Linked DNA regions of Ovis canadensis: region 2 is linked to region 1. A link is a contact called in public Hi-C data. All regions are on one chromosome and are shown on one strand. Each heading gives the region's core, a stretch centred on a gene start, on an enhancer-like site or on the middle of the called end of the contact. The rest is flanking DNA. Distances are from core to core; before and after follow the strand shown. Region 1 overlaps CLIP2 (CAP-Gly domain containing linker protein 2). Region 2 holds the start of LAT2 (linker for activation of T cells family member 2).

The links. Hi-C and Micro-C count contacts between places; a contact is called where the count stands out from the background.
Region 2: a Hi-C map of fibroblasts shows a contact between it and region 1, with 5 times the contacts expected there. The contact joins the promoter of LAT2 here to the enhancer-like site in region 1. A contact is called at or near these places in 2 of 2 Hi-C or Micro-C datasets (fibroblasts and lung).

The regions. Positions count from the first base shown.
Region 1 is chr24:48,239,357-48,246,003 of ARS-UI_OviCan_v2, reverse strand. It overlaps CLIP2 (CAP-Gly domain containing linker protein 2), which reads left to right. Exons shown (of 16, transcript XM_069571459.1): 11 at 2,262-2,345; 12 at 3,462-3,618; 13 at 5,119-5,278. Among named protein-coding and RNA genes, the nearest start is that of GTF2IRD1, 43 kb to the right of the region's middle. Within about 2 kb of position 3,608, the one cell type or tissue checked has open chromatin away from gene starts, as enhancers often do. A contact at or near this core is called in fibroblasts, where this site is marked.
Region 2 is chr24:48,361,135-48,367,053 of ARS-UI_OviCan_v2, reverse strand. LAT2 (linker for activation of T cells family member 2) reads left to right here and starts at 1,264. Exons shown (of 13, transcript XM_069569849.1): 1 at 1,264-2,393.

The DNA of each region.
Region 1 (6,647 bases), core at 2,359-4,858:
TGTGTGTTTGGTGTTGTTATTTTTCTTTTTTTCAAGATATTTTTTTGATGTGGACCATTTTAAAAGTTTTATAATATAGCTCCCCAACCAGGCATCGAACCCACGCACCCTGCATTGGAAAGCAAAGTCTTAACCATTGGACCACCAGGGAAGTCCCTTGCCATGCAGATTTTTAAAAATCAATCTTTGTTTTTGGGATCTTGGGTTTGTTCTTTTTCTGTGTAAGTCTCTGATTCATGTAGAATTCTTACTCCAGGTGTGAGGTAAGGATCCATGTTTATTTTTTTCCCCAAGAGTGCCCACTTCCCCCAGCACCATTTTTGAAAACCTCATCTCCCTGTCTCCACTGATTTGCATGAACCAAACTCACCGTCTTTAAATTCCATCAGGTAATTGACTCTTTAGATTTTTTATTCCTTCCCAGTGACCCATCTGTCTGTTCATGCAACACTTTTACAGTATTTTGAAGCTTCGTTTATATTTCAGTTACTGGCAAGGCTGGTCTTCCGCTCTGTGTTTTTGTTTTTGTTTTTGTTTTTTTTCAAAATTCTCTCGGCCATTCTTTTTTAATTTATTTGGCTTTGCTGGGTCTTAGTTGCAGCATCTGGGATCTAATTCCCTGACCAGGCGTCGAACCCAGGTGTCCTGCCTTGGGAGCATGGAGTCTTGGCCACTGGACAACTAGGGACGTCCCCCCTCCCACCTTTTTTTAATTGAGATATAATTTAAGTAAAATCAACCATTTTAAAACAAACCATTCAGGGGCTTTGATATATTCAGAGTGTTGTGCAATCATCTCTTGTGTCTAGTTCCAAAACTTTTTCATCACTCCACGAGCAAGCCCCATATGCATTATCAGTCATTCCCTTACTTTCCCCTCGTTGCAGCTGCTGACAACTGCTAATCTGCTTTCTGTCTCTATGGATTTGCCTCTTCTGGATGTTTCATATAGATAGCATCATATAACATGTGGCCTTTTATGTCTGGCTTATTTCGCTTTGTATAATATATTCAAGGTTCATCCACATTATAGCACGGGTCAGTGCTTCATTCCCATGTGGGACCAATAGGCCATCGTATGCATACGCCCAATTTTGTTATCCATTCACCTGTTAGTGGACAGTTGGGTTGCTTCCACCTTTCAGCCGTTGTGAATAGTGCTGCTGTAAGTGTGCATGTGGGGATACTTCTTGAGTTCCTGTTTTCAACTCTTTGAGGGTGTATACTCGGGAGGGGAATTGTTAAATTATATAGTAATTGCAGGCTTCCCTGGTCGTGCAGTGGTAAAGAATCCGCCTGCTAATGCAGGAGACTCAGGTTTGATCCTTAGATCGGGAAGATCCCCTGGAGAAGGGAATGGCAACCCGTTCCAGTATTCTTGCCTGGAAAATTGCATGGACAGAGGAACCTGCTGGGATACTGTCCATGGGGTCACAAAGAGTCGAACACGACTCAGCAACTGAGCACGCACACCCGTGGTAATTGTGTATTTAAAGAAGTTTTTTTTTTTTTGACAAATTCTCTTGGCTAATCTTGCTTATTTTTCCGAATGACTTTGTTTATTTTTATTTAAATATATTTTTTAAATTTTTATTTACTAATTAAAAAATTTTTTTCCAATTGATTTTAGAATTAGCTTATCTAGTTCCACAAAAATTACAGTCTGGCTGGCATTTTTACTGGCATCACATTGAATTTATAAATTAACATACATAAAATTAATACATTTCCAGAACTTTCTTTGCATCTTTCTCATGACTGTCCTGGGCTATCCAGTAGTGAATGCATGTGGCCAGGTGACGTGAGCACCTTTATTAGCCCCATTTTTCACTTGAGGAAGTTGAGAGTCTGAGAGTTAAGTTGCTCAAGACCATACAACTCTGGCACCTCTTCTTCAGGGTGGGTTACCCAGGCTTCCCTTGTGGCTCAGCTGGTAAAGAATCTGCCTGCAATGCAGGAGACCTGGATTAGATCCCGGGGTTGGGAAGATCCCCTGGAGAAGGGAAAGGCTATGCACTCCGGTATCCTGGCCTGGAAAATTCCATGGAGTGTATAGTCCATGGGGTCGCAAAGAGTCAGACACGACTGAGCGACTTTCACTTCACCCAGAAGGTCGACTGTCTTGAGAAAGAACTTAGACTCTGGAGGCCAAATGTGATGTCATTTTAGGGTTTGGATGGGAGGGCTAACCCCCCTCATCCACCAGATTGCAGTGTTGGCTCTGGGGTACTGATGGCCCCTCATCTCTCCCTTCTCCCCAGGCCTGCAGGACAAGCTGAACAAGAGGGACAAAGAGGTGACAGCCTTAACATCTCAGACCGAGATGCTCAGGGCCCAAGTAAGTGGTAAGTCTCCCTCCTTCCGGGCAGATGCGGGGGCTTTCACTGGGCCACGTGCCAGTCCAGCGGGGGAGGGGGAGAGGACGCTGGTCAGGGTGCCCTTCCCCACTCTGCCTCAAGAAGTCAGCCTGGCCCAGGTGGCCTGCACTGGACTTCCACCTGGGCAGCAGTGAGGGGGGAGTGGTTGCCCACCCTTCATCCGTAATAAAAGTGGGGGCCCCAGGGATTTCCCTGGTGGTTCGGTGGTTAGGACTCTGCGCTTCCAATGCAGGCATCAGTAGTTTGATCCATGGTGGGGGAACTAAGATCCCATAGGCCGAATGGCACAGACACAAAAAAACAAATGGGGGACCCCAGCCACCTTCTCTCCCCAGAGCCAGGCCTCTGTTCCCTGTGTTCTGCAATTGCATCATAACATCTCTCTTTCTGGGCTTGAAGACCCCTGGGTTTCAATCTCTCTGCCTTTTGGTATAGTATTTGGGCACCAGCCCCTGGAAGAAATACCAGGATTTCAGAATTGGAAGGGGGAGGACTTTGGCTGTAGCAAAAGCCAAGGCCCAAGGGAAATGGGGATGAAGCCAGAGGGTAGCCTGGTGGGGTGGGGGGAGTGGTAGGGGACCAGGAATCTGGGACTTGGTGACAAACTGGCCGTGCTTCTTGTCCATCAGAATGCCAGTGGTGGTGCCCGTGAGCCGGCCCCCATCCTGGGAAACGGTTCTCACCCCCCCCTTCTCTCCACTCCCCATCACATTCACATGGCTTAATGGGTCCCGCAAAGGTCAGTTGACCTCAGGGTCCTCCAGGGCCAAGGTGAAGTAGATTTCCCTTGTCCAGGTAACAGTGTAAACGCCCCTGTCTCTCGATGGCTGGACTGCTTTCCTGACACCAGAGGGGCCCGGCTGCTGTGTGGGGGCCGTGGCTGCTTTTCCTAAGTAGCTCTTCTCGGCCCCTCGCTGCCTGGCCCTGCAGGATGAGGGAGGTCCGTTCAGTGGAGTGTGTCCCTGTTAACACCCGCCTCTCCCTGGGAAAGCCTGCTGCCTGCCCGGGCCTTGGCCCTTGGGTGGAACAGGTTCCTGTGGCGATCCCAACCCTCTCCCTTCTTGCCCTGCTGGCTGGCCTCAGCACTGGAGAGCAAGTGCAGGTCGGGCGAGAAGAAGGTGGACACCCTCCAGAAAGAGAAGCGGCGCTTGGAGGCGGAGCTGGAGGCCGTGTCCCGGAAGACCCATGATGCCTCGGGCCAGCTGGTCCTCATCAGCCAGGAGCTGCTCCGGAAGGAGCGGTGAGTCAGCCGTGGGCGGTGACTAGACCAGCCTGACCCTCACTCCACCCAGTTAGTAGTACCCAGTCTTTTTTGGAGGCGTAGACAGGTGACTGGCATCACCAGAGATCACCATACTGTCTGCTGCTAAGCTCCAGCGAAGCCTCAGAATCCTTCTTAACACAGTTCTCCAAGCAGAGCTCATAGGAAAGATTAGTGATTCCCAAATATCTTAGTCTTGGGGACCCCTAGAAACTCTTAAAAATTATTGAGGATTCCCACTTCCTCTTCCCTGAAGCCCTCCTTGGTTGATGTAGGCTACCATGAGCCACTCCTTGCTTCTTTGGTACTTAGGATGGAAGTGGGAGATAGCTAGAAATGTACTGGCAGATTAAACGAGTAGAGATTTATTTTCCTCACGTAACAAGAAATCTGGAGGTAGCTACAGCTGGCATTTGGTTCAGTGGCTCAAGGTAGCAATGCCAACACCTTTGCTCTCTTGGGTTCTGTTAGAGTCTTCCTCATGGTTGCAAGGGTGGCTGCTGAAGCTCCAGCCATCACGTGCCGTCATTCAGAGCAGGAAGAAAGGGGAAGGATCAGTGCCAGCAAACTTTTACTTGATTCTTTTAACTACCCATGGCCACCTAGAGAGGGAGTTCCCCCCTCCTCTAAAGTAGATTCTGGCAAGGGGAAGAACTTAAAAGGGGTTTGTCCTTTTCTCCCAGCCTCTGCCCATGGGAGACATTGCTAACTGATCACTGCACTCTTTTTCTGCAAAGTCCAGATATGACCTCAGAATCAGTCTTACCACAGTATTCCAGGCAGCTACTGCCAGTTAATCAAGAGTTGATGTAGGAAATAAAACTTATTTGATATCAGGTATTTAAAATGTCTTGCCCCATGAGCTGTCTTGGAAAAACGCTTTAATTTTTATTTAAGTTAATTTATTATTATCTTAAAAATGTATTTTATTGGGATTTACCTGGTGGTCTAGTGGTTAAGAATCTGCCTTGCAGTGCAGGGGACACAGGTTTAATCCCTAGTCGGGGAACTAAGATCCCATAAACCACACAGCAGCTAAGCCTGTGTACTGCAACCACTAAGCCTGTGGGCCACAGCTAAGACCTGATGCAGCCAAATAAAAATTAAATATTTTTTAAAATAAGTAAATAAAAAGTATGTTGTGGAAGTTATATTTATTTATAACATTATATAAGTTTTGTGTATACAACATTATATTTCTACTTCTGCACTATTTTTAATTAAACAAATATATTCTCTTTAAAAAAATAAAAACCAAAAAAATTCTAAGGCTGAGTCTTCTTGACTGTCGGGTTCCAGCTGTGGTCCGATGGTTTCAAGCCTCGTGCTTCCTCTGTGGACCCTCCTGGCACAGATGCCGTGTCTTGGTAGCCAGTAGCCCCCTCGGGATGGCCAGTCTCAGGCACTTGGCTAACTGTGGAGCGTGAGAGCTGAGGGACCCAGACTGACTGCTGTTCTGTACACCCCCGCCCCCTACAGGAGTCTGAACGAACTGCGGGTATTGCTGCTGGAGGCCAATCGCCACTCCCCGGGGCCTGAGAGGGACCTGAGCCGGGAGGTCCACAAGGCTGAGTGGCGGATCAAGGAGCAGAAACTCAAGGATGACATCCGAGGCCTGCGGGAAAAGCTGACCGGGCTGGTGCGTGGGGAAGGGGGCGGCCTGGGGATAGGGGACACCAGGGAGGGGCTGGGGCAACCTGCTGTTCAGGCCTTGGAGACTGGTGACCTCCTGGAGCCACCCCAGGGACTGCCAAGTCACAGTGAGGGTTCAAAATCCCCTAGAACCACTGGAATGGTCAGCAGTGTGGCTGGTGGAAGGGCCACGGGAGGCCCCTTTTGGAGACATCATGGCTGGTTGTGTGGCTGTCTGGGTGATGCGATGCAAAAGAAGATTCCCTAAGAATCTGACCAGTCCAGAGGTGGGGTGGCCTACCGCCAGGTGGTGAGCTCCCCATCCAGGGAAGTAATCAACAAGAAGCCAGCTCCTCGTTCAGGGTCCTGTAGTGGCGATTCATGCATCCATCTCAGGGACGAGAGGGGAACAGAGGCCTGACTGAGCGGAGTCCCCAAAAGTGCAGGTGGGGTAGGCTCATAGCGCAGGACAGAATCATCCCACTCCATCACCCACTGGTCAGCATTCAAGACTAGCCTGTGGCTGGTTCCTAGGCCTGGTCAACTCCAGGATGTGGACAGGTTAGGTCCAGGAGGACAGGCTTGCTGTCAGGGGAAGCTGCTCCAAAGCCCCTCACTGCCCACCCGCTCAGCCACAGTGGAGGAGACGGGAGAAGAGGGGCCTCACAGGCAGGAGGAGAGCCCAGGACCCACCTGCTGCCACGGGAGCAGCCTTAGACCTGCAGGGTTAAGGGAGGGGGATGTCCATTATTCTGTCTGCACCGAGATTGTGGGCATGGGGACCACTGGGCCCAGCTGCCCTGCAGCCTTTCAGTCCTGGCAAGTCTGCCCAGCAGAGAGTGGTTACAGACCCCTCTGTGGTCCTCATGGTGCTGTGAGCCTGGGTGTAACTTGGAAGCCAAGACCCCGGGGCTGGTGGGGCCTTGGGAGTTCTGATTCCAAGACTTTCCCAGAGCTGCATGGAGGGGGCGGAGCCACGCCTTCTCCATGAACCACAAGCTGGTCAAGTTTACACATGACCAGCCTCTCCCCTGTCCCCCCTATACCGTCCCCAGCACCACAGCGAACTAGGGATGGGCTTGGTGGTTAGAAACCTCCTGAAGTGAGGGAGGTTCGGATGGAGCAGGAGGCTTGGGTAGAGGATCGGAGCAGAGCTGAAGGACCTAGAAGCACCCGCCCAAGGAGGGCAGTGCAGGGAGGGTTTGTGGTCTGCCCATCTCCGGTACCATGGTGGGCGGGGTCAGCTGCAGAGCCTTTGGAAGGGAAGGGAAGGAATGTCCTATTGAGGAGGGCGGTGGGGGGTTCTGAGGAGGGGTTCAGGGGCTGAGGCTGTGGGTGGTCTAGGGCTGAAGAGGAAGGACCCATGTAAGACAGTG
Region 2 (5,919 bases), core at 15-2,514, 120 kb before region 1:
ACTTCCCATCAGCCTTGAAAGGATGCCCCAGAAGATTCTCAGGGTTAGAACTTAAGATCTTAGAACTGCTGTGTTACTACTTAGCTTGCTTCTGTAACAATTGTGCACACAACTGACACTCAGCTGTGAGCTGAAAAGCCAGACAGTCCTGTTTGGAGTGATGAAGACAAGACGGTGGTGATGGCTGTACGGAGCTGTGAATAATTAATGCCTCTGAGGTGCCCACTTAGAAGTGGGAAAAAATGGTAAATTTTATGTTAAATGTATTTTGTCACAAAAAAAAATACCAGAAAAAAAAAAAAATACCAGAAACCACTGAATTGAAAAAAGAGTTGGGGGCACTAGTATCTATATAACTGGACACAAAATGGCTATTGTGGAGAGGGGTTGAAATGTCTAGTTGTTTAAAGCTTATCTTCTAACTAACATCTGAATGATCTATAAATAGAACTTGGAGGAATTAGAATTGCCTACAAGGGGGCAGTGGAGCCTTCTGGATTCAGGAGTGGATTCAGATTGAGTGGCTCCTCCTCCCACTCAATTTCAAAAAGCGTCTGGGTTGAGAGACCCTTGTTTTTTATAGATGGAAAATGGGCTCAGAGAGGATCCTGGGTGCCACTGTGGACGGACCCTGAGACTTTGCTGGCAGTCAGCAGTCGACTCCGCATCCTCCATAAATAAGAAGGCCCTTGACAGAAGCCAGAATGTGAAGCAGAGCTCCATTCCCACTAGACACGTTGGACCTCCTGTCCATCTCTGCAGATAGAGAAACCTGGGCAAGCACACAGCCCAAGGTTGGATGGAAACCAACACAGACTTGTCCCAGTGGGTGAGGAGGGGCCAGGCAGGCGGTCCCAGCGAGCCCCTGAACCCACGAGTGGTGAAAAGACAACAGGCTTTGGGGTCTGGGTTGAAATCCAGCTTAGCCTCTCAGCCTTCAGCCAGCTTGCCTAAGAAAACGAAGGTCTTCTTGCAAGAGTTGCCAAGGGACTTACACATAGTGCTGCCCCCACATGGAATGAGGGAGGCACCCGCGGTTCTCAGGTGCAGGTTTGGAACTCTGGTGAGGTTGGCTTTAGCCCTGCTGACCCCACTTGCAGGGGTGAGGACAACCAGCACTCGGGGCCCACGAGGTAGCCCAGGTCCCCACGCCACCCTTCTCCCCCACAGGGTGGCAGCAGTGAGCACCCAGCCCTGGCGGTTTTGGTCTGCTTCCCACTGGGCCTCGTTCCTAGCCTCACCTGGCAGGGCTGGACTGGGACCAGAAGAGAAACCCCGTCCCAGCAGAGAGGGGCCCAGAGCTGGGGAGCTCAGGCTCTGAGATGCCAGACAGATGGGGGGTTGAGGTGCGACCCCTGAGGGCTTCCCTGGGGCCCCTAGCCAGTGGGGTAAGAGTCCAGTGGCCTTGGGCACGTTGTTCGGTGACCACTAACAGGAGGTGCTGGGGGACCCGGCCACCTGTCCAGCACCTCCTCACCTCTACGGCCGGATGCTGGGGCAGCAAGTGGAGAGAGTGGCCGGCTCTGCACCTCTATGAGCCTCATCTGGAAAATGGGAGTAAGGGGGCCCCCGGGTCTGGAGGAGCGGCCATGCGTGTCCTTCCTTCTGCCCTTCACCTGGGGCTCCCTTCCTCTGGTGCCGGTGTCTGTCCACTCCGTCCATCTGTCTTTGCCTCTAGCCGTTCGTTACGTCTGCCCTGGCATGTGTCTCTGTGTGTTTGTGTGTCTGTGTTTCTCTTTCTCATTCTTTAGCACGTGTATCTCTTTGTGTGTGTGTGTGTGTCTCTCTCTCTCTGGTTTTCTTTGTGTGTGTGTGTTTTGGTGTGGGCGTGTATTTCTGTGTGTGTGTGTGTGTCTAGTGTGTCCGTGTCTTACTCTCTGGCTGCCTGTGTGTGTCTGTGTTTCTCATTCTTTAGCACGTGTATCTCTTTCTTTGTGTGTGTGTGTGTCTCTCTCTGGTTTTCTTTGTGTGTGTGTGTTTTGGTGTGGGCGTGTATTTCTGTGTGTGTGTGTGTCTAGTGTGTCCGTGTCTTACTCTCTGGCTGCCTGTGTGTGTCTGTGCAAGCACCCCCATTTCATTCTTCATTGCCTTTCTCCTGTCTCTCTGTGTGTCTCTTCCTCCCTGAGACGGGGTTTCACGTGTGTGTATTCAGCGAGCATGTTGCGTGCGTTTGTGTTTCCACGTCTCTCTCTGTCTCTGGGTATCCCCGCCTCCGTCTATTGCAAGCAGGGCCTGTCCGGCAGAGCAGCGGATGTGTGAAGGCTGATTCAGTGGCTGACAGGAAGCCCGCCGCCCTGCCTGCTGCCCGCCAGCGTCTGTGGCGTTGGCATCGGCTCGTGCAGGTGTGCGTGCTCAGGATGAGGTGGCCACGGTGAGGAGGCCCCCCGCTTCAGGTAAGCCTTTCCCAGGGGTACCTGGAGCCTGGGCCTGAGGCCAGGGTCCTGAGGCTGCCCCCCGACACCCCAGGGGGATGGGAGAGGCCCTGTTGTCCTGGCAGGAGCATCTGGTTGCCCGTTGGATGGGCCGGGAAGAAACCAGGACGCCCCACACCTCCTGTCCTGGTGCCCCCCGGCTAGGGGCCCCTTGCCCCAGCCCCTGCAGCACCCCGGGGGCAGTTGTTTCTGGGGCTCCGGCCCCTCTCCTGCCCTCGCCTTCCCCGGCCCAGCCTGCACAGCCCTGGGAAGCACCCAGGGTGGTCCCATCACTTCCAGAGACTGCTGAGGGGCCAGGACAGGGATCCCGGGGGGGGCTCAGGAGCTTTGGTTTCTTCATCTGTAAAATGGGACTGTAACGACCCTGCTGCGGAGCTACGGGATGATGGGAGAGGCGCTCCAGGCGAGGAGGCCGAGGTCCTGCCCCAGGCCCGGAGGAAGAACTGCCCCGGCCGCCCCCACCCAGCCCCCAGCCTGGCCACCAGGTGCCTGCCTGGGGGGCTGTCGAGAAGATACAGGCCCTGGGGTGCTCCCAGGACTCTGCTCTGTCAACGGGAGGCCATGGCCTTCCCCTTCCCCTTCCCCTTCCCCTGCCCAGAACAGGAGCTTCCCTGGGGCCCTGCACCAGGCGCCTGAGCATCAGGCACCTCCATTAGAGACCTCTGGTGAGCCTCATCTGAAGGCCAAGGTTCTTTGGGGAAACAGAGCAAAGCCCAGCCGATAAAGCCTTCCAAGGGCTGGGATGGGAACCTCTTGATTCCATCCCTACCCCGCAGCCTGCCCTTTGGCCCTGGCAGGCCTCAGTTACCCCATCCACAGCAAGAGGAGGGCTGGGGGGCTGGGCAAGAGGGACGCCAAGGGCCTTTGGGGGCGGGAGGCTGGGTGCTGGGGCCGCTCAGCCCAACCCTGAGAGCTCTTCCGCCGTGGGCTTGTTGCAAACCTTGTTCATCTGAAAACTGCCCACTTCCCTTTCTGCTATTTTGGCCTGCAGGCCTGGGGCTGCGGTGGCCTCCTCTCCCCTCCCCACTCCACCCCGGGCGGCCTGGCCCCCGGGGGCCCTCCTGGCGCTGTGGGGGCCCAGCCCCTCTCCTTTCCCCCGCTGCCACCCCACCTGTTCTCAGACCTGGGTGGGAAAACAAGCAGAGAAGACAAGTTGAGTCCGTCTTGGTCTCGGGGAAGAGGCAGTCCTAGTTTCTTCCTCAAATGAATCTTTTTTTTTTTTTTTTCAAATGAATCTTTTAAAAACCATATTATGTGAGTCTTTTTAAAAAATGTAATTTAAAAAAGGATTTACAGGAAGGAGTGTAGGCCTAGAGTCCACCTGCCCTGAGTACAGGTCTTGGCTCTGACTGCTCAGCTGTGTGACCTTGGGCAGAGTACTCACCTCTCTGGGCCGCCCTCTCCTCCCTTGGAGAAGAAAGGAGCCGGCCTCTCCGAGGGGATGCCGTGTGGCTCTGTGACAACTGCGGGGCCGGGTGCAACAGCCACGCTCGCCTTCAGATCCCAGGGTCTCCCAGGGTCCCAGCACGACGCCCCTCCTGGGGCAGGCTCAGGCCTGTGTGTCTGGGGGAGCAGGCAGGGAGGGCTTCAGGCAGGGTTGCCCCATGCTGTCCAGTGCAGGCCAGCCAGCCAGGATGCAGCTAACCCCTTCCCATCCTGCGGGGACCGTGATGATGACAAGTCACGGTGGGCACAGCCAACTGTGCCCCACACCAGCCATCAGCAGCGCCTCCAGGTGTCATCTCAGCACTGGGCCTCCTATGACGAACCCGAGGGTTGTGTCATTTTTTCCCTCCATTAACAGGGTGACCGGTGGCATTGGAACTCAGCTGCTGGGGCAGAATTTGTGTTCTCATGCCCTGCCCCCTTCCCTCACACAGTGCCAGGTTGGGGGAAGATGGACCAGGGCTAGGAGCATGCCTGACTGTGGCTCATCCCAGAACAGCAGAGCCAGGAAGCAAGAGGGCTCTCTGGTGGTTGGGGGTCCTCGGGGAGGGAGGGCAGCAGAGCTCAGCAGCCCAGATCCTCGGGCCTTGAATGCCAAGCTGAGTATGTGGACTTGCCCCTGGGGTCTCAAGCAGACCCCAAGGGTGGCCAGTGCTGGACCCTTGTCCCACGGGAGTAACCCCCCGTGGGTCTACCCCCAAACCTCCTTGGGGGCAGAAAGAGCCTTCATCTCGACCCAAAGATAAACGTGTCAAGGGTGGGCACTCGAGGGAACTGTCCAAACCAGCTGGCCGGAAGTGTGACACTCAGCAAGTTTCTCTTCCTGAAACCCTGACTGTGGTCCAGGCTGGATGTGTGTGTACTCTCCACAACTGTTGGAGGAAGGCCCTGGTCGATCCCAGTTTTACAGATGAGCAAAGTGAGGCCAAGAGACCCTGAGATACAGGTAGGGGTCCCCCTGTTCAAGACCAGGGGCTCCCAACCTCACCAGCCCTGGATGGACTTGGGCCTTGGCTGGAGGCCCAAGAGGGAGGCGGCCCTGGACCAGAGGGAGGTCTGGGGAGGGCGGAGGGTATGTGGCCTGGGAAGACGGTGCCCCAGCTCCTAGAGGACGGGGAGCTGAGGTCCCCTGGAACAATATCCCGGGGGTGACCGGTCCATCCTCTCTCCTTATATGGAGGCCACTGGGTCCCAAGGTCTGGGAATGGTGGTGTTCCCACAGACTCACTTGGCATTTGCGGGAAGGAGAGGTAATTTCTGCATGACGGGCCGCTGACAGAGGCTGAGCCCTGCACGGAGATGTCCTGTCAGCTTTGAAACGGGGATTCAGGAAGCTTGGGGTGGTGAGCGGGGCCACAGGGTATGGTGCAGGCCTCTGGGGGAGCCAGAAAGAAGGGGGAGGCCTGCACAAAGCTCGGGTCTCCTTCAGCCTTGCCTCCCGCAGCTGTGAAGCGAGAAGCCTCCTCCCAGGTGGCCGAGGAGGGAGGCACAGGTGTTCACAGAGGGGATGCTCCATAGCATGGGGTCCACGTGCCCACCGTGGGGCACAGGCCCTGCAGGACCCCTGCTGTCCTCTGCCTACTGTCACTTTGCAAAGGAGGCTGAGTCTCTTTAGAGTTGCAACAAATCTCCCTGGAGGGCCCCTCAAGAGGGCTGAACTTGCACTCAGCAGGCCTTGCTAGGTGGCTGCCTGCAGCTTCGCTGAGGCCCCGAGGCTGGGACCGGCCACTGACCACAGAGTGGCCTCTTAACCCCATCTCCCAGTACATTCCTCTACCAGCCACCAAAGTCCCTCCGCCCAGGCGCCCTTCCCCCCTTCCTGGTCTCAGGCCCACCTCCTCCGAGAAGCCTTCCTGACCTTCCTCCCAGCTCCAAGGACAGGAGGAACCAGAGCATCTGGGTAGACAGGCATTTTAGGAATGGAAAACGCACCCCCAGCTTCCCCAGGAGGCCTTGGGTGGGAGCAGAGAATCACCCTAGGGTGGATGGGGGCTCTGGTGTAGAAGGGGCAGTGGACTCTGAGCTTGGGGAACAGCACTGG